Linked DNA regions of Mus musculus: all the other regions are linked to region 6. The links are chromatin contacts, called in public Hi-C, HiCAR-type and HiChIP or PLAC-seq maps. All regions are on one chromosome and are shown on one strand. The core of a region is the stretch at or near the end of the contact, and the rest is flanking DNA. Distances in the headings are between cores, read along the strand shown. Region 1 overlaps Npas3 (neuronal PAS domain protein 3). Region 2 overlaps Npas3 (neuronal PAS domain protein 3). Region 3 overlaps Npas3 (neuronal PAS domain protein 3). Region 4 overlaps Npas3 (neuronal PAS domain protein 3). Region 5 overlaps Npas3 (neuronal PAS domain protein 3). Region 6 holds the start of Npas3 (neuronal PAS domain protein 3). Region 7 overlaps Npas3 (neuronal PAS domain protein 3).

Evidence for each region. Hi-C and Micro-C count contacts between places; a contact is called where the count stands out from the background. HiCAR-type assays count read pairs that join an accessible place to other places. HiChIP or PLAC-seq counts read pairs in DNA pulled down with a chosen protein or histone mark.
Region 1: a contact with region 6 is called in a Hi-C map of the N1E-115 cell line, with 3 times the contacts expected there. The contact joins the enhancer-like site here to the promoter of Npas3 in region 6. A contact is called at or near these places in 6 of 39 promoter capture datasets (the 3T3-L1 cell line, 3T3-L1-derived adipocytes, embryonic stem cells and 2 more), 1 of 484 Hi-C or Micro-C datasets (the N1E-115 cell line), 9 of 115 datasets of contacts at active chromatin or transcription factors (astrocytes, embryonic forebrain, embryonic hindbrain and 6 more) and 2 of 9 other capture datasets (embryonic stem cells and liver).
Region 2: a contact with region 6 is called in an H3K4me3 HiChIP or PLAC-seq map of embryonic limb bud, with 5 times the contacts expected there. The contact joins the enhancer-like site here to the promoter of Npas3 in region 6. A contact is called at or near these places in 6 of 39 promoter capture datasets (the 3T3-L1 cell line, the C10 cell line, embryonic stem cells and 2 more), 1 of 484 Hi-C or Micro-C datasets (the N1E-115 cell line), 12 of 115 datasets of contacts at active chromatin or transcription factors (VIP interneurons, astrocytes, craniofacial prominence and 9 more) and 2 of 9 other capture datasets (embryonic stem cells and liver).
Region 3: a contact with region 6 is called in an H3K4me3 HiChIP or PLAC-seq map of embryonic limb bud, with 5 times the contacts expected there. The contact joins the enhancer-like site here to the promoter of Npas3 in region 6. A contact is called at or near these places in 8 of 39 promoter capture datasets (the 3T3-L1 cell line, 3T3-L1-derived adipocytes, the HPC-7 cell line and 5 more) and 12 of 115 datasets of contacts at active chromatin or transcription factors (SST interneurons, embryonic basal ganglia, embryonic forebrain and 8 more).
Region 4: an H3K4me3 HiChIP or PLAC-seq map of embryonic basal ganglia shows a contact between it and region 6, with 2.5 times the contacts expected there. The contact joins the enhancer-like site here to the promoter of Npas3 in region 6. A contact is called at or near these places in 2 of 39 promoter capture datasets (the 3T3-L1 cell line and cranial neural crest), 2 of 484 Hi-C or Micro-C datasets (cortical neurons and stem cell-derived neural progenitor cells) and 8 of 115 datasets of contacts at active chromatin or transcription factors (craniofacial prominence, embryonic basal ganglia, embryonic forebrain and 5 more).
Region 5: a contact with region 6 is called in a HiCAR-type map of astrocytes, with 3 times the contacts expected there. The contact joins the enhancer-like site here to the promoter of Npas3 in region 6. A contact is called at or near these places in 8 of 39 promoter capture datasets (the 3T3-L1 cell line, 3T3-L1-derived adipocytes, the SN4741 cell line and 4 more), 6 of 484 Hi-C or Micro-C datasets (the N1E-115 cell line, cortical neurons, neural progenitor cells and 2 more), 14 of 115 datasets of contacts at active chromatin or transcription factors (SST interneurons, astrocytes, craniofacial prominence and 9 more) and 1 of 9 other capture datasets (embryonic stem cells).
Region 7: a contact with region 6 is called in an H3K4me3 HiChIP or PLAC-seq map of neural progenitor cells, with 10 times the contacts expected there. The contact joins the enhancer-like site here to the promoter of Npas3 in region 6. A contact is called at or near these places in 4 of 39 promoter capture datasets (the 3T3-L1 cell line, cranial neural crest, hippocampal neurons and 1 more), 2 of 484 Hi-C or Micro-C datasets (both in uterus), 12 of 115 datasets of contacts at active chromatin or transcription factors (astrocytes, craniofacial prominence, embryonic basal ganglia and 8 more) and 2 of 9 other capture datasets (embryonic stem cells and liver).

The regions. Positions count from the first base shown.
Region 1 is chr12:53,679,657-53,682,597 of GRCm38.p6, forward strand. All of the region lies in intron 4 of Npas3 (neuronal PAS domain protein 3), which reads left to right. Among named protein-coding and RNA genes, the nearest start is that of Gm35614, 150 kb to the right of the region's middle. Within about 2 kb of position 1,420, at least 2 of the 459 cell types and tissues checked have an H3K27ac peak or open chromatin away from gene starts, as enhancers often do. A contact at or near this core is called in the N1E-115 cell line, where this site is marked.
Region 2 is chr12:53,662,876-53,665,594 of GRCm38.p6, forward strand. All of the region lies in intron 4 of Npas3 (neuronal PAS domain protein 3), which reads left to right. Among named protein-coding and RNA genes, the nearest start is that of Gm35614, 170 kb to the right of the region's middle. Within about 2 kb of position 1,421, at least 7 of the 459 cell types and tissues checked have an H3K27ac peak or open chromatin away from gene starts, as enhancers often do. A contact at or near this core is called in embryonic limb bud, where this site is marked.
Region 3 is chr12:53,622,602-53,625,428 of GRCm38.p6, forward strand. All of the region lies in intron 3 of Npas3 (neuronal PAS domain protein 3), which reads left to right. Among named protein-coding and RNA genes, the nearest start is that of Gm35614, 210 kb to the right of the region's middle. Within about 2 kb of position 1,475, at least 25 of the 459 cell types and tissues checked have an H3K27ac peak or open chromatin away from gene starts, as enhancers often do. A contact at or near this core is called in embryonic basal ganglia, embryonic forebrain, embryonic limb bud and 3 more, where this site is marked.
Region 4 is chr12:53,565,669-53,568,572 of GRCm38.p6, forward strand. The region is part of intron 3 of Npas3 (neuronal PAS domain protein 3); the gene reads left to right. Among named protein-coding and RNA genes, the nearest start is that of 1700030L22Rik, 250 kb to the left of the region's middle. Within about 2 kb of position 1,308, at least 8 of the 459 cell types and tissues checked have an H3K27ac peak or open chromatin away from gene starts, as enhancers often do. A contact at or near this core is called in embryonic basal ganglia, where this site is marked.
Region 5 is chr12:53,586,352-53,589,215 of GRCm38.p6, forward strand. The region is part of intron 3 of Npas3 (neuronal PAS domain protein 3); the gene reads left to right. Among named protein-coding and RNA genes, the nearest start is that of Gm35614, 240 kb to the right of the region's middle. Within about 2 kb of position 1,435, at least 61 of the 459 cell types and tissues checked have an H3K27ac peak or open chromatin away from gene starts, as enhancers often do. A contact at or near this core is called in the N1E-115 cell line, astrocytes, embryonic basal ganglia and 3 more, where this site is marked.
Region 6 is chr12:53,246,915-53,249,882 of GRCm38.p6, forward strand. Npas3 (neuronal PAS domain protein 3) reads left to right here and starts at 1,518. Exons shown (of 12, transcript NM_001370962.1): 1 at 1,518-1,833. The coding sequence starts at 1,676.
Region 7 is chr12:53,748,274-53,750,973 of GRCm38.p6, forward strand. The region is part of intron 4 of Npas3 (neuronal PAS domain protein 3); the gene reads left to right. Among named protein-coding and RNA genes, the nearest start is that of Gm35614, 82 kb to the right of the region's middle. Within about 2 kb of position 1,303, at least 13 of the 459 cell types and tissues checked have an H3K27ac peak or open chromatin away from gene starts, as enhancers often do. A contact at or near this core is called in astrocytes, forebrain and neural progenitor cells, where this site is marked.

The DNA of each region.
Region 1 (2,941 bases), core at 170-2,669, 430 kb after region 6:
CAGAACCATTTCAGAAGAAGAGAAAGATCAGTAGTTCTCAGCCTTCCTAGTTCTGGAAGCCTTTTAATGGAGCTGGAGCGCCTTGTGCTGTAGTGACCTTCAGCCGTAAGATTATTTTGTTGCCATGTCATAACTGTAATTTTGGTTTTGTGATGAATCGTAATGAAAATGTCTGCACTCCACAGGTTGAGAACCTCTGAGGGAGCTAGGTGGTAAGTGCCAGCAATGAGGGAGAACAGAGCAGAAACGGTCTCTTCTAGGTATGACTGAGCCACTGTACTCATGAACTCACTGTTGCTGTGGTTCCATGCACAGGACCAAGCAAGACAACATCTCAGCATGGAGTGGGAGGGGCTAGTGAGGCCTCGCCCCTGACTGAGGGTATATTGATATCTGGAGCTTTGGAGGAGAGTCAGTTTTCTTAAAAAGTGTGGGCCCTAGTAGATCAGCCACACTCCAGTGGATAGCCCCCCAACCCATGAATATATTAGCAGCTCCATGAATTGTTTATAAAATACAGATGCCATAAAGTTATCGGGGGTAAACCTGGGAACAGTTACACTGAGGAACGGGGAGTAAACATGACCAAAAGATGTTGCTTATATGCCTGTAATTCTCAAGGATTTAATACAACACTTAAGAAAGCATTCTTGTTCATGCTATTTAGGTCAATCTTGGGAAATGTAATTAATTTATAGTATCGGTTCATTAAAAGCATGTGCCCTTGACATGCAAGAAGAGACAATGTTGTATGTATGTCTTCTTTTAGATGAAGAACTACAGAGGACTGTGGGCCCCCCCCCCATCCCACCCCCTGATGCACAGCTCCCTTTTAAGTGAAATTACTAAATCTTCAATGACTATCAGGAGTTCACTCTCTGGGTCTTTTCAGATCTACATCTAATTTCCCCTGGAGGAATTGGGTCAGTTCCAATCAGTTTGCCCTGGATTAAGTAAAGCATGGCAGTAAAACATTCTTGGCAGATTGTTGTCATCACTGGCCAAATGGTCACAGTGTCCCTGATTCAACCTTGTCCTAATCTGCGCTCACTGCCCCTCGTGCCATGCACATGGGGTAAGTCCTGCCCTTTCCCGTCTATCCTTCCTGGGAAATAGCCAAACATCCTTTCATAATCAATGTCTGTGTATCCAGAGACCCCTGGCCACCAGCCAAACACTTATTGGTCATTGAACACCTTGCATGAGGTAATTTTCAATTATCTCATTAAGCTGGGTTGGGGATCTGGTCCTGTTTCCTTTGATTCTAAATGTGATTTGTGCTCTTACTGTTGAGAAAAGCAGGGCTTGTGGGTGCCAGTCTTCTGGGCACTGTCTTGTAGGAAAGGCCATCCTGTGCCCTTAATGAGGGAACGCACAAGGAACGAAGAAGCTAGGATTGAGAGTGAGTCTAGTTTGGAGGGGCAGGATCAGAGACAGAAAACGCCACGTGACTGAATGCGATGCTTATTTCTGATGGCATGGTATCAGAATAATCTGATAAAATTTGGAGACTTCTGTGATGGACTCAGCAGGGGAAAAGTAAAGCGTGTGCAATGTCTTGAGAGAAAATACCAACTCTTGTGCTGATACGTGCCTTTATATCTGAACACGGTTTCTTAAAGCAGTGCCAAACTGGGAGATTAGGAAAGCTTCTATATTTTCTTGCTTTAAAAAAAAATTAATACTGCTTGTGTTTCAGTGAAATATTTGATCATCTGCTGAGTCATTTTAAGAGTAAGGTCCATGCTATAAGTTGCAGGTGACATTTCAAAATCAGGAGCATGGAACTCCCAGGGTTGTGTGGCTGAGTGACTGACTGCATGTGTGACTCTGAGCGATGTGGAACCCAGCAGCTGGTGGGAGCAGGCAGCATACCTGAGATTACTCTGTTTCCAATGGCAAGTCTCACAAAAGCATAAGTGTGTCCCTCCCCTGGTGTCATTGTTTATAAAACTGTCCCCTAAACCAAGGGAGGATGACAGTTCTTAAAATACGCACACAGGAGAGGGAGGACTGTGGAGCTTCTTTGGTCTTCACTTGGAGATTTATTAAAAATTATATTTTTAGCTATTGAAAACAGTGACAAATGGCCATTTTTTCCCTATGATTTGTTAGTTTTGTGCCAATCACTAGTTTAATAAAAACAAAAAAAGGGGACACATGGTGTAATTGAATATTGTCTTTATGTATGTCTTTTGAATAAACAGGGTTTATTAAATTCATGACCTTAATTCCAAAGTGGAAAGAAAGTGTAGAACGTTCACCCAGAGTCTTTCACTAACCATGATCCTAGAATATTCTCATCCTTGGCCATAATCGTTCACCCCAGCTAAAGACTGCCCAAAGGGCTCACAACTGGACAACCAGAGCCCATAAGGGTTTGGAATTGCAGTTTCTTGGTTATCTTTTTTTCTGTCTGTTCAATACAAATTCGAATTATCTAGAAGGAGAAAACTCAATCTAGAAAATGTTTCTATCCAGGTTGCTTATAGGCAGTCAGTCTGTAGAGCATTTTCCGGATTAGTGATTGATGTAAGCAGGTCCAGCCCATAGAGGGCAGTGCCATCCCTGAGTCCCTGGTCCTGGGTTATATAAGAAAGCAGACCAAACAAACCAGGAAGAGCAAACCAGTAAGCAGCGTTCCTCCATGGCCTCTGTAACAGCAGTCAGCAGTGAGTTCCTGCCTAGGCTTCCTCATTGATGAACTGTGTGCCCTGAGAGTTAGAGATGAAATGAACCCTTTCTTGCTCAAGGTGCCTTTGGCCAGGGTGTTTTAGCACAGCAATATAAACCCCACGACATCAGTTTTCTTTTTCTACATGAATTGTTCCCAAAAATCTAGCAGAGCAAGAAACTAAAGGGGAATCAAGAGAAGGAGAGAGGGAGAGAGACAGAGACAGAGAGAGAGAGTGACAGAGAGAAACAGAGACAGCGAGACAGA
Region 2 (2,719 bases), core at 171-2,670, 420 kb after region 6:
AGAAAGGAGAGTATAGGCTTCTGCAAGCTGTCTTCTGACCTTCACAATTATATCACAGCCTACATACACTACACTGCACTGCACTGCACTACACTACATTAAACACACCCACACACATGTACACACACACCATATATAGGCTACAATTTTTTAAACTTAAAAAGATACTTTTAAAAAAAATCTAAAACATTCCTTTTTCCTATATTTTGACCATTTCCTTGTTTCCAAAGGAAGCCTGGAAAGTCCCAGAAGCTACCAGATGAAGTTGTGGTATTGGGATGTTGTTTGTTATTGTGGATCTACCAAGACAAATACACTTTTCTTTCTCTCTTTCTTTCTTTCTTTCTCTCTCTCTCTCTCTCTCTCTCTCTCTCTCTCTCTCTCTCTCTCTCTCTCTCTCTCTCCCTTCCTTCCTTCCTTCCTTTCTTTCTTTTCCAAATACATTCTCCTGTTCAAGAAAATCCTGTTGCCCACCTCACTTCAAGTCCTGGACCAATTGAATTCTGACTTCTTCAGCTCAGGCCTTTTCCTTCCTTCCCCACCCCACATCTTCCCAATTCCTACAATGTGAATTTGAACCCAGAGGTTCACAGCATGAAATGATCTCCTGACCATTGCCTGGTGTTTAGTTGGTTGAATTACTCTAGGAAATACTATTTCTGGGTAAACTCTCTCGATCAATGATCTTTTCTGATGCCATTGAGAATTTTCCTTTCTCTAAACATTTTCATAATTAGTCAAATAAATATATTTACCTGTTAAATTCTTTTGTACTAAATGACATGAAAACATTTTGTATATATGGGGGAGGAACAGATGAGGAATATGAAAAGTAAATGGCTAACTGATCATTCAGAATGCATGCCCATATGAAAATGTTTAATCTGAGGCATTAATTAATAACTTCCTTAGCCCTTCAAAATGATATCTGTTGAGGTTAACTTTATGCTGATGGTTTAAAAATAAAGTGGGGTCTCTGTGAGGCAAACTGGATAAGGAGTAGTGGGTATGCAGCCAAAACAGATGCCACTAATTAGCAATGTATGGATGGCATGCACTAGTCAGAGAAGAGTCACTCCCCAGACCTCTGCAGCCTCCATACATCTTCCCTTGGTATGTTTGCTCCATCTCCGAGGTAGCTGCTTCTGCATTGGCTATCTGCTACCAGTTACCTGTATTTTAGATCTCTGCTCTCCTCTTGCTTCTCCCAAAGAAGGGAGGGGAGAGGGAAAACTTTATTTACTCATGTAACAAACTGAAATAGAGTTAATTTTCAGGGCTTCAGCTGAATTATTAGAGGTTAGTGTGTTATAAATGGTGAAAGAAGGGCCCCTTGCCTGTGTGGTAATGCTGTCAGAGACCCCGCGGCTGTTGGCTCAGTTCATGATGTATTATACTGCTAGCATTTCAGTGCTCTCTCGGGAGCTCTGGTCCCACCATAAGGTCAAGAGTTAACTACTTGTATTTTAGCTGTGTACCGCTATCAATACTGGCTCTATGGAAACCTCACTTGACGTCATCTCTGAATCTTTGTGACTGTAGTCAAGCTTTAGTAAAAGTCAATAAGAACATTAGATTGTTGTCCATATTATGACTTGCAACTTCCTGCCAGCAATCTACCAATTCATTAGCAGAGAGTTTTGGAACTCTGGCTTGATTATTTATGCAGTCAATAGCAAGGCTTGTCTGCATTCATAATTGTTTGATTTTATGGCCTCTTCTTTAAACAAACATTGTCTATGGTAATGTGATGCCCTGATGGATGGGAAAGGTTTTGTCTGTGAATATCATTTAGATAATTAAAAATGACAGATGAAATCGCCCGCTGTCTTGACCTGTACTTTGTTCCCTCAGTGATGCTGAAGAGATGCTGATTGCTGTCAATCAAAACCCATTGGAGGTTTGTAAATTCTGGCTGCTATGAACTCTGACCCCCACTGTTGATCTGAAATAGATAATAACCTTGAAATTCTATTAGAATTTAAAAACAGTTTTACTAAAGGGGCACGCTATATATTTCTTTTCCTTTAGAACATTCTTTACAATATTGAAAATTAAAGTAAAATGCAGTGTTTAACAAATCTTAATGTAGCGAATCAGAGCAAACATCTCCTTATATTACCCCAGATTTGTGATTAGGACTTGTATCCTCTGACTTGATGTATTTAGTAAAACTTTAGCTTTTGTTCATTTGTTGGTTCATGCTTAAAATTTCTTTTTGCTAATTTTTTAGTATTTCTATTGTTAAAGATGTTCATGCCTTTCATGTGTAATATTTTAATCTTTTCCATATTTATCCTATCCATTTTTAAAATATCTTCTACCCACCCACAAACCCCCCTCACAAAACAGAACCAGTGACTAGAATTTTGAATTTACCAGAAATCCAAAGGCCATTGTTTATGTCCAAAGTTCTCAGCAAACATCATCAAAATTTTAGGTCAAGAGATCAGACTGATAAATGCATTTGCCTTGCAAATCATTTTTCATCATTACACAGATGCTTAAAATATATTCAGAAGCCCCGCTGCTGTTTGAAATATACATGCACGTACGTGGCGATGGAGCTGAGAAGGCAGCGGCTGCATTTATCAATATCATAGTCCTTAAACTCCCCAACAGCAGAAAACTCCCGAGCAGATTCTACAGGCTAGAAAATTATAACAATTAGGTGTTGACAATTTTCAGTACACTGGTTGTAGCAGAAGTCTGTAACAGC
Region 3 (2,827 bases), core at 225-2,724, 380 kb after region 6:
CCTGGAGGACAGAGAAAGCAGAGTATGTGCGAGTGTTCTCAGGAGATTTTTGTTCAAGGTCGGAAACTCGTTTTCAGCAAAATGACTTCTGGAGCTGTCTGTCACTCTTTCCGTATCAGGCCAGCCATTGTCTGTGCTGTGGATTAGGAAGAATCTGCTTTCATGTGCTGTGGGACTTCCTCCTCTTTCCTCAACATTTCCCTCCACTTCTTACTTCCTGTCCCCTGTGGCATCATTAACCCCCCCACCCCAGTGGTGAGTTCAAATCCAGGGCCTCTTGAGTATTAGCCACATGCTCAAGCACCTAGCCATGTTCTTAGACCACTGATAGAGAGTTTACTCAAAGATAGCTCTATTTTCTACCTTATTCAAATTGCCCAAACCACAAATTTATTCAGACATGAAAATAGGAAGATGGGATCCCAAGTTCAGACTGGCCTGCTAAGACCGCAGTTATTATCATCAACTGCTTCCCATGGTAAAATGGTTATATTTAGGAGTAACTTGAATATACTTGGCTTTCCATATCCTCATGCTCTTTGTCCATGAATTCTCCAAGATGCAAAACAAACAAACAAACAAACAAAAAACATTTGATGTACATTTATGACAGTCAACAACATGTAATCTCATTTTTTTTGTCATTCTGTAAAAAATGCGGTATAGCAATTGTTTACCTAGTATTTAAATTTTTGAGTTATTGTTAGTAGCTTAGGATTTAAAGCGTACAGGAGTATGTGTAAAAATTGGGTGTCAGTACTACCTACGTTACATAAGAGCATCTTTTCATGTTTGTAGCTAAGCGGTCCGTGGATGATCTGATGATCCTTCTTCTATTCCCTGGTCTGCCTGCATCTGCAGCCAGACCCAGTAAGGACACAGCATCATTGACAAACCCACTGACTGACTGACAAATCCTCCAGCAGTCACCACCATACCAACCACTGGGGCTTTTGTTTATTTTTGGATGTCTCTCATAATCAAATTCTAAGTGGTGATTTTTCATCATTAAAGAGGTTTGCAAACATCATTATAATTATTTTTGCCCATAAACTAATTTTTTTTTGGTTTGTTTGAAAACTGTTCTGATTGAAGACATTTCCTTTTTCCATCATTGGCCAGTCAACTTTGTTAGTATTTAAAGCCAAATCGCTTTCTATGGTATGAGTCACTTGCTATTAGACTCCTTTTTAGTGCAATGGAGTTTGTCCTTCCCTCTCACAGATGGGAATATGAGCTTGCTGTGTTGGCTCCTGCACAAAGGGAGTGAGGATGCTGGTGGTGTAACTGGCGGGAACAACTTTCTAGCCTTTTGTATGGCGCTGGAGAGGAGGGATTGAAGGATGTGCTTTGTTGCAGCAAGAGGCATTTACCCTTTTGGAAGGAAAGTCTCGCAGCCCGGGTCCTTTGCCACATGACTGCCCGTAGGAGAGCACGAAGCCAGTGTTTACTGCTGTTTCTTGGGTGTTAAACAGCCCTCTGCTGCTTTTTATTGTACCATTAATTGCGCTTAATGCAGCTGCGTTTCTCATACGCTTGGCTAGGCTCTGAAAATTAAGTAGAAGGCACTTTGTTATAAAATTCACTGTAATGAGCTCTGGTGGGCCAGGGTCTGTTAAGTTTGAAATCACCTCAGGCCATTTCTAAAGGACTTCTTCAAATATTTCACGTCTATAAAAGTTTGTTACTAGATAAATAGCCATGGTGGGTGTTAGACCAGGCAGAGAAAGAGTCACATTTCTCCTCCGTGCCTCTTTGGGTAAAATATGGATGTCTTGAATATTTGAGAAGAGTGTTTGTCTTCTCCAGTCCTCTCTGCCTCAAGTATTTGCTGTCTTCCAACTGAGGCTGTCAGTCCACAAACTCAGGTTTCAGCATGTCACACCCTAGCTACATACAGAGAGATGCAGCTGTTTCACTTTCCTTTTGTATTTAATTCATACACAGAACTAGGATAAATATAGGACCACCCTCTGGGTCTACATAAATTGGTCCGAGACAGGGTCACACCTCTAAGCACAAAAGCACTGAAGAGACAGCTGTAACCATTAGCCAATTAGTTTCATGTTTCCACTACCAGCCAAGACCTGCAACAGATTCGTGGTACCTGGTTAGAAGATTCTTTTAAGAGTAGCGATTCCCCCCCCCAGCATCCCCGGCCTAAGAGACTGGCTGCTGTAATGCTTTGTGGCTAATAAAATTTCAGATGGCCTAATTTACCGGGTAGCTTTACCAAAACATCCAAGTAATGCCTACATACTCATTAGGGACAGGCCCAGGACCGGGTCCCTCGGGACTGATTTGCAAACGCTCTCTGGGATCAGCTTCACCGAGCTTCAGATGCTCCGCTGGCACCAATCAGGTGGGGGATCCTCGATGGGTTTAGTGCAGCAATTTATCTGAGTTTTGTAGTTAAAGTTTGAGCATGAGGTAATTAGAGCCCTCCATGCTTGAAATTCATGAACCTTATTCCCCCTTTAATAGACTCCATGCTAGCTCGCCGAGCTCTGTTTGACTGACATATATGGAGACTTGTTTTAAAAAAGCTCCTGGTCAAAATGTACTTAAAAAAAATCACCTTTACACATTAAAATATAATAACAAAAATTAATTCACCATCACTTTTTTAAATTAATTTTTTAATTTTTAGCTTTAAGATGTGTATATGGAGTTCTTTAGCTGATCTTCCTATTCCTAGTAAAAGTATTTACATACATGTCTCTGCACTGGGTGGGGTGATTTAGTCAAGCCACCCAGTATCTCCCATCTTTAATTTTTGGAAATGGGACCGTAAGTGCAAATTTTAAAATATGCACATAAATATAAT
Region 4 (2,904 bases), core at 58-2,557, 320 kb after region 6:
ATGGGATCTGAAATGGTAGTTTTCTTGCTGGCCTTAAATATATTAAACCCCATCTTCAGAGTCTTTTGTGTTAGATTTTTTTTGGAAACATATTGTCTTATTTGGGGCTACTACTGCTGTGATGAAACATCATAACCAAAGCAACTTGGAGAGAAAGGGTTTATTTTACTCACAGTTTCTTGTAACCGTTTATCATCAAAGGAAGTAAGGACAGGAAAGCAGGAAAGGAAGCGGAAGGTTCCTGGTGCAGAGGCCACGAAGGGGTACTGTTTACTGGCTTGCTCAGCCTGTTTTCTTATACCACACAGGACCACCACCCCAGGGATAGCCCCCCAAAATGGACTGGTCCATTCCCTAACAAGCAATAATTAAGAAAATGCAACATAGGATTATTGCCTGCAGCCAGATCTTATGGAGGCGTTTTCTCAATTGAGGCTTCCTCCTCTCTGATGACTCCAGCTTGTGTCACATCGATGTAAAATTAATCAGCACACATATATTTTAATGTTTTTTCTCTTGGTTGTTTATTTTTGTCACAATCCTATAACACAGTAAAGCCATGCTACAAATGTGGTTTTCCTTTGTGACAGCATTTCTTGTTCCTTTATCAGCTAGATTTAGTTAAAGCTGTGTCATAACAAGCAGAGAAACTAGAATCTATTTTAGAAGTTTCCCAGTTTGCATGTCACCTGTCCTCCTCTAATAGTGTGCTTTGTCCACAGGTCCTTCAGTTGGACTTGTGTGAGCTTTGACAGTTAAGGGATGCGTAAGAGGCCGGTGCTAATTATATTAATCCACGACTTCAAAGTAGAAGACAGACTCAGACTCATTTACTCTTTTTCCCAATGTGAAATATGTAAGTCCTGTTCTTGTATGTCGTAGGAGAATGGCCCAATCGCAGTTGCCTCTGAGACACAGTGAATCTGAAGCCATCCATTTGCTTGAATATATTACCGTCCATAAAAAGCTTGTTCACAATTAAAAGACAGACTTTCTCCTTATTTCCATCTTTTGGATTGTCATTGTTTGCTCCGTTATAAAGTGGCTTGTTGACACCAAATATTTTAATAATTTGATTCCAGGGCTTTGTGCCTATGCCTTTGAGGAGCGGGTACAGTAATTAAACTGTCTTTTAGCTGAAACGCTTGCAGAGCGTCCAGTTCTGTGCCTGGCAGCTGGTGATGCATTATAGAGACATTGAGCTAATCGATTAAAACCGCAGAGGCATGGGAGTTGTCTGACAGCACTGTACTAGGATGAAATTAGTTGGAATTGCATGGTGAAATTAAGGGGAATGCAGCTGATTGCAGCCCTTCTGGGAGAATCCTGGGTGAGAGGGACACTGTGCGTTGATCCCTGCGTAATTAGGACAGCCATGTTTTAACAGTATTTCTAAAGTATTAAAATGGACTGGATAAATCAGCGGGGCTGCTTCCAGTGAACTTGGCATCCATCCACTGTGACTGAAATAACATGAAATTTTTCGGCTGCTAGAGAATGTGAAATTGGACTAATTGTCTTTTAACTAGTCTGCTCGACTGCTAGCCTGGAGCAGAGCTGAGTAGGGTATCGGATGGTAGGCCTACAGCTGGGATGTGGGAAACTAAATTTGAGATGATTATCTTGGCCCATCTGAATAGATGTTCCATACCAAATCAGGTGTTACCTACCATCACATATGTAACAGCTCGGACTTACACTGTCCTTCTGGAGGGATCCCTTCCTAAATATTTGAAGATCCCTTTGAAGATGCATTGCATTGAAGATTGTGGAGGTCTAGCTTCCTTCACTTCCCTTATAATTGTGGCTCCTTTCTGGGGGAAAAAAAAAAGATAAAAGGGTTTAGACCCTTCTGCATTTGCCTCTATCCTGTGCTCTCTTCTGAAGAGGGGTACTTCGACTGCACAAAAATGGGATATTGGTGCTAATTGCTGATTCATGTCAGACAAATCCTTGTTACATAAGCACTGAGCGCTGTGACTCGCCCCATATTCAGGATTTACAGGTGATCAAGGAGAAATTTGGAGAGTTAAATGTCATGGTGGTGATGAAAAAGTGACTGGGAGTCAGGATTAATATTCTGCTGTTCTTCATTATGGTAAGGTCTCTAGCTCTCTCTAGGCAGTATTATTTGGCTTTGGTTTTACTTTTTGATGTATATGTAAGTAAAAGTAGGATATCTGAGGCGCAGGCCTTAGAAGCTATCTCAGAGTGCTGGAGTGTTCCTTCTTGGGTTTTTTTGTTTGTTTGTTTGATTTTGGTTTTTCGAGACAGGGTTTCTCTGTGTAGCCGTGGCTGTCCTGGAATTCACTCTGTAGACCAGGCTGGCCTCGAACTCAGAAATCTGCCTGCCTCTGCTTCCCAAGTGCTGGGATTAAAGGCGTGAGTCACCACTGCCCAGCTCATGGAGTGTTCCTTCTTCTGTTAATCGAGTTGAGGTCACCCAAGCTCACTGAAGTGTACTCTGGCACTACCAATGTATTTGTAGAAGCCAAATCATACACACTAACACAAACTACACTTCAAGAATTCACAGGAGGGATAGGAATCATCTGAGTGCACATTCCCACTCACCTTCATAGCAGAGTTTTTCATTCTCACTTGCTAGTCTTCTAATGATGGCTCTTAACACTCTATCGGAAGGAAAACCTTATCCCATATTCTATCAACTTGGTTTGCTAGAGGATTTCTTGGACGTCATTGTGTTATGGGATCAGCCTTGGCATTCAGAACATCAGCCAGCATAAAGATGGAAACGAAGCTAATCATTGTGCTTTCTCCAGAAACACGGGAATCAGATATCAGACTGCCTTTGACTTGGAAGCCAATGGGAAGAAGCTTCTATGGGTTTACAAAATAATAGTTAGGTTTCTCTTGAGTCTCTAGTGTGAGAATACACTGTAG
Region 5 (2,864 bases), core at 185-2,684, 340 kb after region 6:
TCTGAAAATCATATTTATGATAGTCTGCAGATTTGAGGCTTTATCTAATACATAATGTTCATTTTGAGCCTTTAATTGCATTTAAATTAAAATTGGCTTAGCAGGAAGATGAATTGTGGGAATGCATCAAACCACCCAGCATGTCCTGAAGATGAGAGCCTGAAAATGCAATTTGGTGGAGATGTGCAGAATCATTTGGAGTTCATTAATTTTTATTGCACAGGTAGTTTTACTAAAGTAGGTTATTTTCTTTGAAATTTATATTTATGTTTATGTCAATAGCTGAATATTGTATTAGCCCTTACATCTATTAGAGTTTATTAACCTGGCCTAATAGAGGTTGTTCATATTGAGAGCATAGATAATTTGTGCTTGTCCCTTATTCAACATCGGTGAGAGTGGTACTGCACAGTGCATTTGGGGAGTATGGAGAGGAGGTACCAGCCACTGTAGAAGGGGGGAGACAAGCCTGTTTGGGTTCCAAGGTTTGTACCCAGCAGATGCGGTTTCTCAAAGATGGCACTCTCCCTCAGAGAGGCGGTGCTCCCTGCCACCCTGAGGCCTTCCAGGCTCACCAACCTTTGTCTCTGTGTGACAGATTTTTCTGACCTGGTCACTACACTGAAAGCTTATCGGCATGTAACTATTTGATGGCTAAATGGTGCCTGAGTTTCATCCAGTCAGTCTGGGAGTGGCTCCCTTAACTTACAGATTACTCTGTGGCTGTCCAATTTCATTATAATGTCATTTGACAATTAAGAGGGAAAAGAGGTTTTTGCATTGTCTAATGAATACAAATTGTCTGCAATTTGAAGATATAAAGAAATAAAAATTAACATTTGTCCTCTTTGCCAGAGAATTTACACTTGTGCAACTGATAGTATAAGTAGAGTAATTCCATTATCTAAATTCATTAAGCACATGTGCTTTTTTATTTTAGATCTTGTATACATTTTGTATATCTTTCTTATTAATAAAAGGATATTTTAGCATTTGCCATCCTGGGCTCATTTTTGCCTTTTATAGGCAGCATAACAAGAGGTAGGAGATGTTGAAGGATTAGCAAGGGCATGTGTGTGTGCGTGTGTGTGCGCTCGTGTGTGTGTGTGTGTGTGTGTGTGTGTGTGTGTGTGTGCACGTGCTTGTGTGCTGTCTTGCTTCATGAAAATCTTGAAAAAGTAGGCCCACTTCTCCATTCTGAAACTCTGCTGCAAGTTCAGTTGCTGGCCAAAGATGATAGAAGCCTTGATTCATTTACCACTCGCCAATCAGGACTTGACAGAGGTATTGCCTATTTTCTCATTTCTTCACTGAAGCATGCTGTTGTAGTTTAGTCCCTAATTACTCTCAGCCTGAGATGCTCCACATATCCCCATGGTGGTAATATTTCCCTGCCTGGGTGAGTCATTATGTTGTTTGGCAGACTGAAACCCCAGCCTTCCGGTGTTGGAACACTACCCCTCGTGTAGTGCCACATCCTTCCCTCAGTGCTGTCTGCTGTGGCACTCTGGCCCTGCTGCTGCGACATTTCAAGCTCTCCTCTACGCAATCACACTTGCCTGCCTTTTCTCTGACTGATTGGACCACTGCCAGTTCCCTCTTCATGGCCAAGGACAGGAGAATGGAAGGGGGGGTTGTCTGAATTGAACTGCTTAATGTCTAATGGACCAGTGCCTCTCTCCTGCTGAGAGAGGGGGCTTATTTGTTTGCTGGTTACAGGAAAGGTCAGGGAAATCCTTTTCAACAAAGGCCGTGACAGTGAGAATGTGCAATGTCATACATTACTGGTGTTTGAATAACTTAATACCTTGGGTGTGCCCTGCCCCCCACCACAAGAAAGCCAAATACTTTGGGATCCTTATTTCATTTTCATTATCCTCCAGATGGTGGAGACTGGAAGTGATGGGGCTTGGGTTCACACAATGGTTTTTACCAAATGCTTCGCAGGTACGCAGTCTGAAGAGTGTAGCGGAGTTTGGAAACGGGTACTGTTTTATAACTATTTAAAGTAACATACAGTATAGACACAGCCATACACACACACACACACACACACACACACACACACACACACACACACACGCGCGCGCGCGCGCGCACGCACCTTCAGGGAGAATATATCATCCGAGAGGAAATTGTCAATTTGTCACTTCTGATTTAATGACATCTTTCTTAAGTACTTTCCTAGGCCCCCTTTCATCTGTTTGCACTTGAAAAGAATAAACCCACAAATATCTCTTTCGCACAACATGTTTGAAAGGTTTTAACAGAAGCATTTTTTTTTAAGTTAGGATAAACATGGAAGCGCGTGCGGCAGTAGTTGCTCTGGCTGTGATGATGCGCAGGTTCACATTTGATAAAAATGTTCTCATTGGTGTACACCTGGCATTTTCTTTTATATCCTTGGTAAACAGTGCTAAGAATTGTGAAGTGGTTCCTTCGACGGAGAGAGATCAATTATAAAAGGAGAAATCACTGCAAGGAAAACACCCTCCAACTTGGATGAGCCAGCTGTCTCTCTAGGGGAAGTTTGGTGAGAAATTAACTGCCTAGCATAGATTCGAATAAAGCCATTGAGTCGACAATTTCTAGGAGTGCCTACATCTATTGAGATGTTTATTTAAACAAAGAAATCATCAAACAATAGTTAGGAGGAAGTTGGTTTTCTTTTCTTTCTCTTTCCTCTTTTCTGGAAAAATGAACTGAGGAGGCAGGAGAGGCTAGACCTCCGTGTCACGGTTCACCTGCCCTGGAGGTAGAGCGAGGAGCCTGGCAGCCTGCTCACTCAACTGTACTTGACTAAGCCGTCAGCCCCTCAGCTTTCACAAGCATTGAATATGTCAAAAATCTTTCAGGGAAAGTGT
Region 6 (2,968 bases), core at 268-2,767:
AGGCCAGTGGGTCCTGTCTCACTGGATCATGGTGGCCCACTGTTTCCCAGGCTCAAAGGGTTAAGCAGGAGCCTGACCGGGAGAAGCGCGATTGGCCCTGGGTCACGGCGGCGTGGAGGTCACAGTTAACTTGGGCTTGTTTGGAGGGTACAGCGACTGCCCTAGCCCTTCAGCTGCAGTGCCCAGGCCCTGAGTGCCAGATGGGAAGAGGGTACCAGAATGGGAAACCACCACTCCCCACCACCACCCAGCCGCAGCAGTAGCAGCAGCAGTTGCAGGAGTAGCAGCAGCAGCAGCAGCAGCCGCTAAGCTGGGCAGGGGCTTTGAGTGTGGGACATTAGCAGAGCTCTGTGTCCCTCAAGGGCTGCATCCGCCTGCTTCTCGCATCTCTGCTCCTGCTCACCAGCCAGAAGACAGGGGGAAAAGTGGGCAACCCGGGTCCTGGGGAGGGATGGAGGGAAACAATCAACTCCCACTCCCCCAACCCTAGCTCAGTGAAACCCAGTGCAAGTCTCACTAAAAAGGCGCATCCAAACTGTAAGGATCTCTCTTCACCCCCTAATGAAAGGCAGGCGTCACAATGTGAAGTAACAGGAAGGCGCGAGGAAATAAATGCACGTGTTTTCTCTTTTTGTTTCCTTGGTGTTTGGAATTCGCAGAGTTCTTTTCAATTGTGGCTACTAATTTATTCGTTTCCTCGGTCAAAGGGGGGCGTTAAGAGATGGATCATAGCGCAAACTAAGATCTAGCTGAGACCCCACCTCACAAGTTTCCCAAGACCAACTCTTCCGCTCACCAGGAGCGGGAAGAGCCCTTTCTTTTAAGCGACCCAAACTCTCCATTGTACAAAAGCGCCAACCCCCCGCCCCGCACTCCGTCGCCTTTGCAAACCACCTCTCCTAGATAACTATCAAGTTCTCCAGGAACCCAACTTGCGCTTGGTCACATTCGCTCTGCTTAATGTGGAGAATAGTGTCAAAGAGGGGTCCAGGCTGAAACGGGAGGCTCTGACGCCCCATTCCTACACCCGCGGGCTGGGATCCTGGTTTCTGGCAGCCTCGGAAGGCTGAAGCCAGCCCGGATGGTGGTTATTTCTCCAGAGAAAGGAGGAGAAAGAGCGCACCACAATCTTGCACTTTGGGTCGGAAGTGCGCGGTGTGTGTGTGTGTGTGTGTGTGTGTGTGTGTGTGTGTGTGTGTAGAAGAGGGAGGGAAAACGCACCCTCCACTGCTCGTTATTCCCTTGCACCGGCCAAGCGCTCGCCAAGCCTCCCGGTGCATCCTTCCTCCTTCACCCCCTCCTCCTCTCAGCTGGGCTCGCGCGGCGCTGCTGGAGCAGCCAGTGAAAGCAACATCCTGGAAAGAGGGGGGAGCAACAGTGCCCCCCAAAAGGGAGAAAAGGCCCCACCCTGACACGTTTTGCTGTTTGCAAGTCCCTCGCACACCCCCCGCACCTCCTCCTCGCCACCCCCCCCCACCTCAGCCCGCTGCGCGCACATCAAAGCGCCTCTCCGCCGCGCACAGTGGCCGCGGCTCACTAATGGGATTGCAGGCTGGTGCCTGGCTCCGCTGCTGCCGCCGCTCGCGCCGCTGCTGCCGCCGCCGCCCGAACCCGAGCCCGAGCCCCCGCCAGCCCGAGCCCAGAGCAGCCGCGCCTGGGGCTCCAAGCCGCGGCGATGATCCGAATCTTTCCGGATTTCAGCGTGCAGGTGACGGCCGCGGCGGCCGGCGGGGCAGCCGCTGGGGTACCGGCCGGTGCGGGCATGGGGAGGGCCGGCGCCGCGGCCAACGGCACCCCGCAGAACGTCCAGGGCATCACCTCCTACCAGCAGCGGTGAGTAGTCCCGTCCGAGCTGGGATAGTGCCCCCGTCTCGGGTACTGGGGTGGGACTCACTTTGCTCTTGTTTTGTGCCTTACAACACACATGCACCTCGTCAGGGCTTACTTTGCCTGCCCCTGTGCTATAGAAGGAGGGGGGGGGGGATACACAATCCGAATTGAAAAGCACTCTAGTGCACTGGCGAAGTGAAGTCATCCTTTGCCCTCTGCCAGGCCCCGAACGTTGAGCCTCAGCCCCGAGTAGCCAGAGAGTTCCAGTCAAGTCTGAGACGCTGCAGGAGATGCTTTTGCAAAGTTTGGGCTTCCTGCCCCCTTTCAGCAAAATGTTCTCAATGCCTCCGCGGGTGCGAATCCGCGCTGACGGACAGCCAGGGGAGCAATTGATCATCGGAGGCTGATTGATCATTTGTTTCCAAATAGGACAGAGACGATTTTCATGTGCAGAGATAGACTTGCGTTTCTACCTAATAGTGTGAGATCCTGTCACCTGTTACTACAGGGAATACAACGTGAAATCCGAATCTCTTAGGCGCTGTTAACTATCTTAAACGCATTATGATGCAAATGGATGGGATTCCGAGATCCAAGTTAGGAAGCAAATTTTACAAAAGTTAGGCTTGGTGGTGAAAGGGAAGTTTTAATATAGAAATTGTTTTTAGTTTTCTAAAGATAGTCTCTAGATTCAAAATAATTGTCATTAAAACACTGAGCAACCTTTGATTGAGGAAGGAAATAAAGAGAAATTTACCATCAACAGCTTTCTAACCCTAAAGTTTTCCCTTTAAGGATAACTTTCGATGTTCTAAGATTTTATTGAAAATGGGATTCACAAAATCGCTATGAGAAAAACTAACAATATAATCAAAAAGGTAAACTCTCTATTCATGAGGCTCAATTTTATGGTAGATGGAAGAAAAAAAAGCACATGAGAGTGTGAAATTAAATATTTGTGTTTCCCAGATTGTACACGATTAAACATCTGAGAGATTTGCCAATGGCATTTAACTTAAAATATACATAATGCATAATTCAAATTCCCATTTTACCTCATCTTTGAAACTTCATTGATTTGAGAGCCTTTGGTTTGAAACAATAGTATTTAAACTGCAAAGGTTACAGTAATCTGTCA
Region 7 (2,700 bases), core at 53-2,552, 500 kb after region 6:
GGGGGCCCTGTGTTCCATCTTATAGATGACTGTGAGCATCTACTTCTGTATTTGCCAGCCACTGGCATAGCCTCATACGAGACACCTATAACAGGGTCCCTTCAGCAAAATCTTTCTGGCATTGTGCAATAGTGTCTGGGTTTGGTGGCTGATTATGGGATGGATCCCGGGGTGGGGTAGTCTCTGTATAGTCCATCCTTTCATCTTAGCTCCCACGTTCCTGTTTTAAGGACTCTGGTTGAGCATTTTGCTTGCTGTCTCCACACCCTTGCCTGTGGGGCTTCTGTGCTGAGGTTTGGCCACTGTGTCATAGTTAATAGAAAAGTTTGCCTGATCTACATTTCTGAGTATCGCTTTAGTCATTTTGTCACTTGCCTGGCGGGAAATACTTTCAAATGTAGTCTATTTGGGAATGTCTCTTTCTAAAAAACAGAAGTCCTGACTTAAATGATTCTTCTTCACATGAACCATATTCTGTGACTCCCAGAAATTGAAGAAAGGTATCAACACCACATAAAAATATCCTGGGCATGAATTCAATGAGACACCTTTGCTTGCCTATGAGTTTAATGTACGAATTTAACAATGCCAGCTTGTTTTCCAAGGTCCTAGCCAATGTGTCTGGTCTTTTAGGTGATCTGGTGGTGGGTGGGAGACATTGCTTGTTCCAGTGCATCTCCACACTGTTTCCTCTAAATAACGGGCACGCTCGATTGCTGTGGTTAAAGGAACATCTTACCAGACTGTCTCTGACAATGACCCAGAAGAAGTCATAATCCAGAGATCATAAAACCACTAGCTCAGGACCCCTGTGTTTCCAGTTAACTTTTCTCTCTGTTCGTCCAGAGCTCTGAAGAGAGGCTGTGTAATTCTGTATCACCCAGCGACACATTAATGACTAGCTTGCGAAACACTGGAGGACCCTCGAGGGATGCCAACACTAGGGTCCATTTTCCCTAGTTGTTTTGATTAAGAACTTTGCATCCTGAAGCCAGCAAACCGAAGTGCCTTAGTCTCTCTGACTTTACTTCCCCCTTGTAGCCCTTCAAGCCTCAGTAGTTTTACCATAGTAATAATTTTTCCCTAAGAGTTTTAAACAAGACTTTGCCATTGGACAGCCTTTGAAACAGTTAGCTTTGCCTCACTATTTTTTGTGACTTGCCAAAATCACAAATAAAAGGGACTATGTCCTCTAATGCTTCTTCCCTGGTCATTATCTTGGAAAATATGCAGAGTCTGGTCCAAGTAGAGTGCTCCCCAAACCTTGCTGTTACTTTGAGAATAGTTTTAATGAGGCTGGCAGCTGAGCCAAGCTCTCCTGTTGTGTTATTATTTGGGCATGTGGAAGCCCAGGTGATTGATCTGTGTGGGAGAACTGGCAACACTCACATGCCCTCTGGGTAGAGGCAGAGCCTCCAGCAGGAAAAATTAGGGAAAGAGAAAAAAAGGAGAGGAAATGTTTATCGCCCATCTCCTTGCGTTTTATGGCGGCGTGCTGGTGAACTGGGAGATGGATGTGTATATTCATGGATTTCACACCACTTTAAGCACTAATAACATTAAATCAACCTTAATACTTCATGCCAAATGTGTTCTAAAAGAGGGAATAATAGGAATTTTTGTTGACTTTAGTAAAGTATCAAAAGTTACACTGGAAACACATAAAATGCTACAATGCAGAGGTCACAATTATGCTAATACCATGATAATATAAAATATTAAGTCACCAAAATGACAGGATTTACAACCAAGCATCCTCAGTCCCCAGAAGCCCTGACTGCAGGCTCACAGTAAACACACCAGCCTGTCCTCCCAAGGAGTCTGATTACAAATTTAAATATGTATATGATTAGAACTCTGCCAGTCTCCCTCCCCTAGAGACAGATGAAGTAAAATTTGATTTATCTCATACCTGGAAACCTATTGTGCTGGGTTCACTCTTTTGCAGGATCAGTACAAGGTCTGATGAATTTTGCATTTCCTGGGATGCTTTGGGGGAAACCAGGGACGACTGTTAATGGTCTTGAATGTCTGTGCAGTCTCATGGAGTGGGAGAGGAATAGCCAGATGTTTGGCAATGGAGTTCTGGCAGATGGAAACCTCTTCTTAGCCTTCTTTTCTTTTCTCCATGCTCTGCGTTCTGTGCTGAGGTTGGGCTGCTGTGGGAGCACAAACCTCATGGCCTTTCATTTGATTTTATTTGATTGGGTTTTTTTTTTGGTGGGTTTTTTTGTTTTTTGTTTGTTTGTTTTTGGGTTTTTTTTTTTTTGAGAATTTTGCACAATGTGGTTTGATCATATTTAGCCCTTCCCCCAACTTTTCACAGTTCTGTCTGTCCTTCCCTACCCATCTGGCTCTGTGTTCTTTATTTTTATCCACAGCAAATCCATTTTGTGCTGCCCATGTATGTGTGGGAGCATGGCCATCCACTGGAACATGGTCAACTTACCAGGGGCAACACTCTTAAAGAGAACTGTCTGTCTCCCAAGAGTTATCCTTTACCAAGTGTTTCCCAGCTAGGGGTGGAACTTCATGCCCAATTCCCCTCTGCATACTGGGCTTTGGATTGTCTTGAGCCTGCACAGGTCCTGCACAGGCTATCACAGCAGCTTTGAGTGCCCGTGTATAGCTGCCCTGCTGTGTCTTGTAGCTACCTACCACTTCTGGCTCATAAACTCTTTCAGTCCCCCCCTCCTCAAG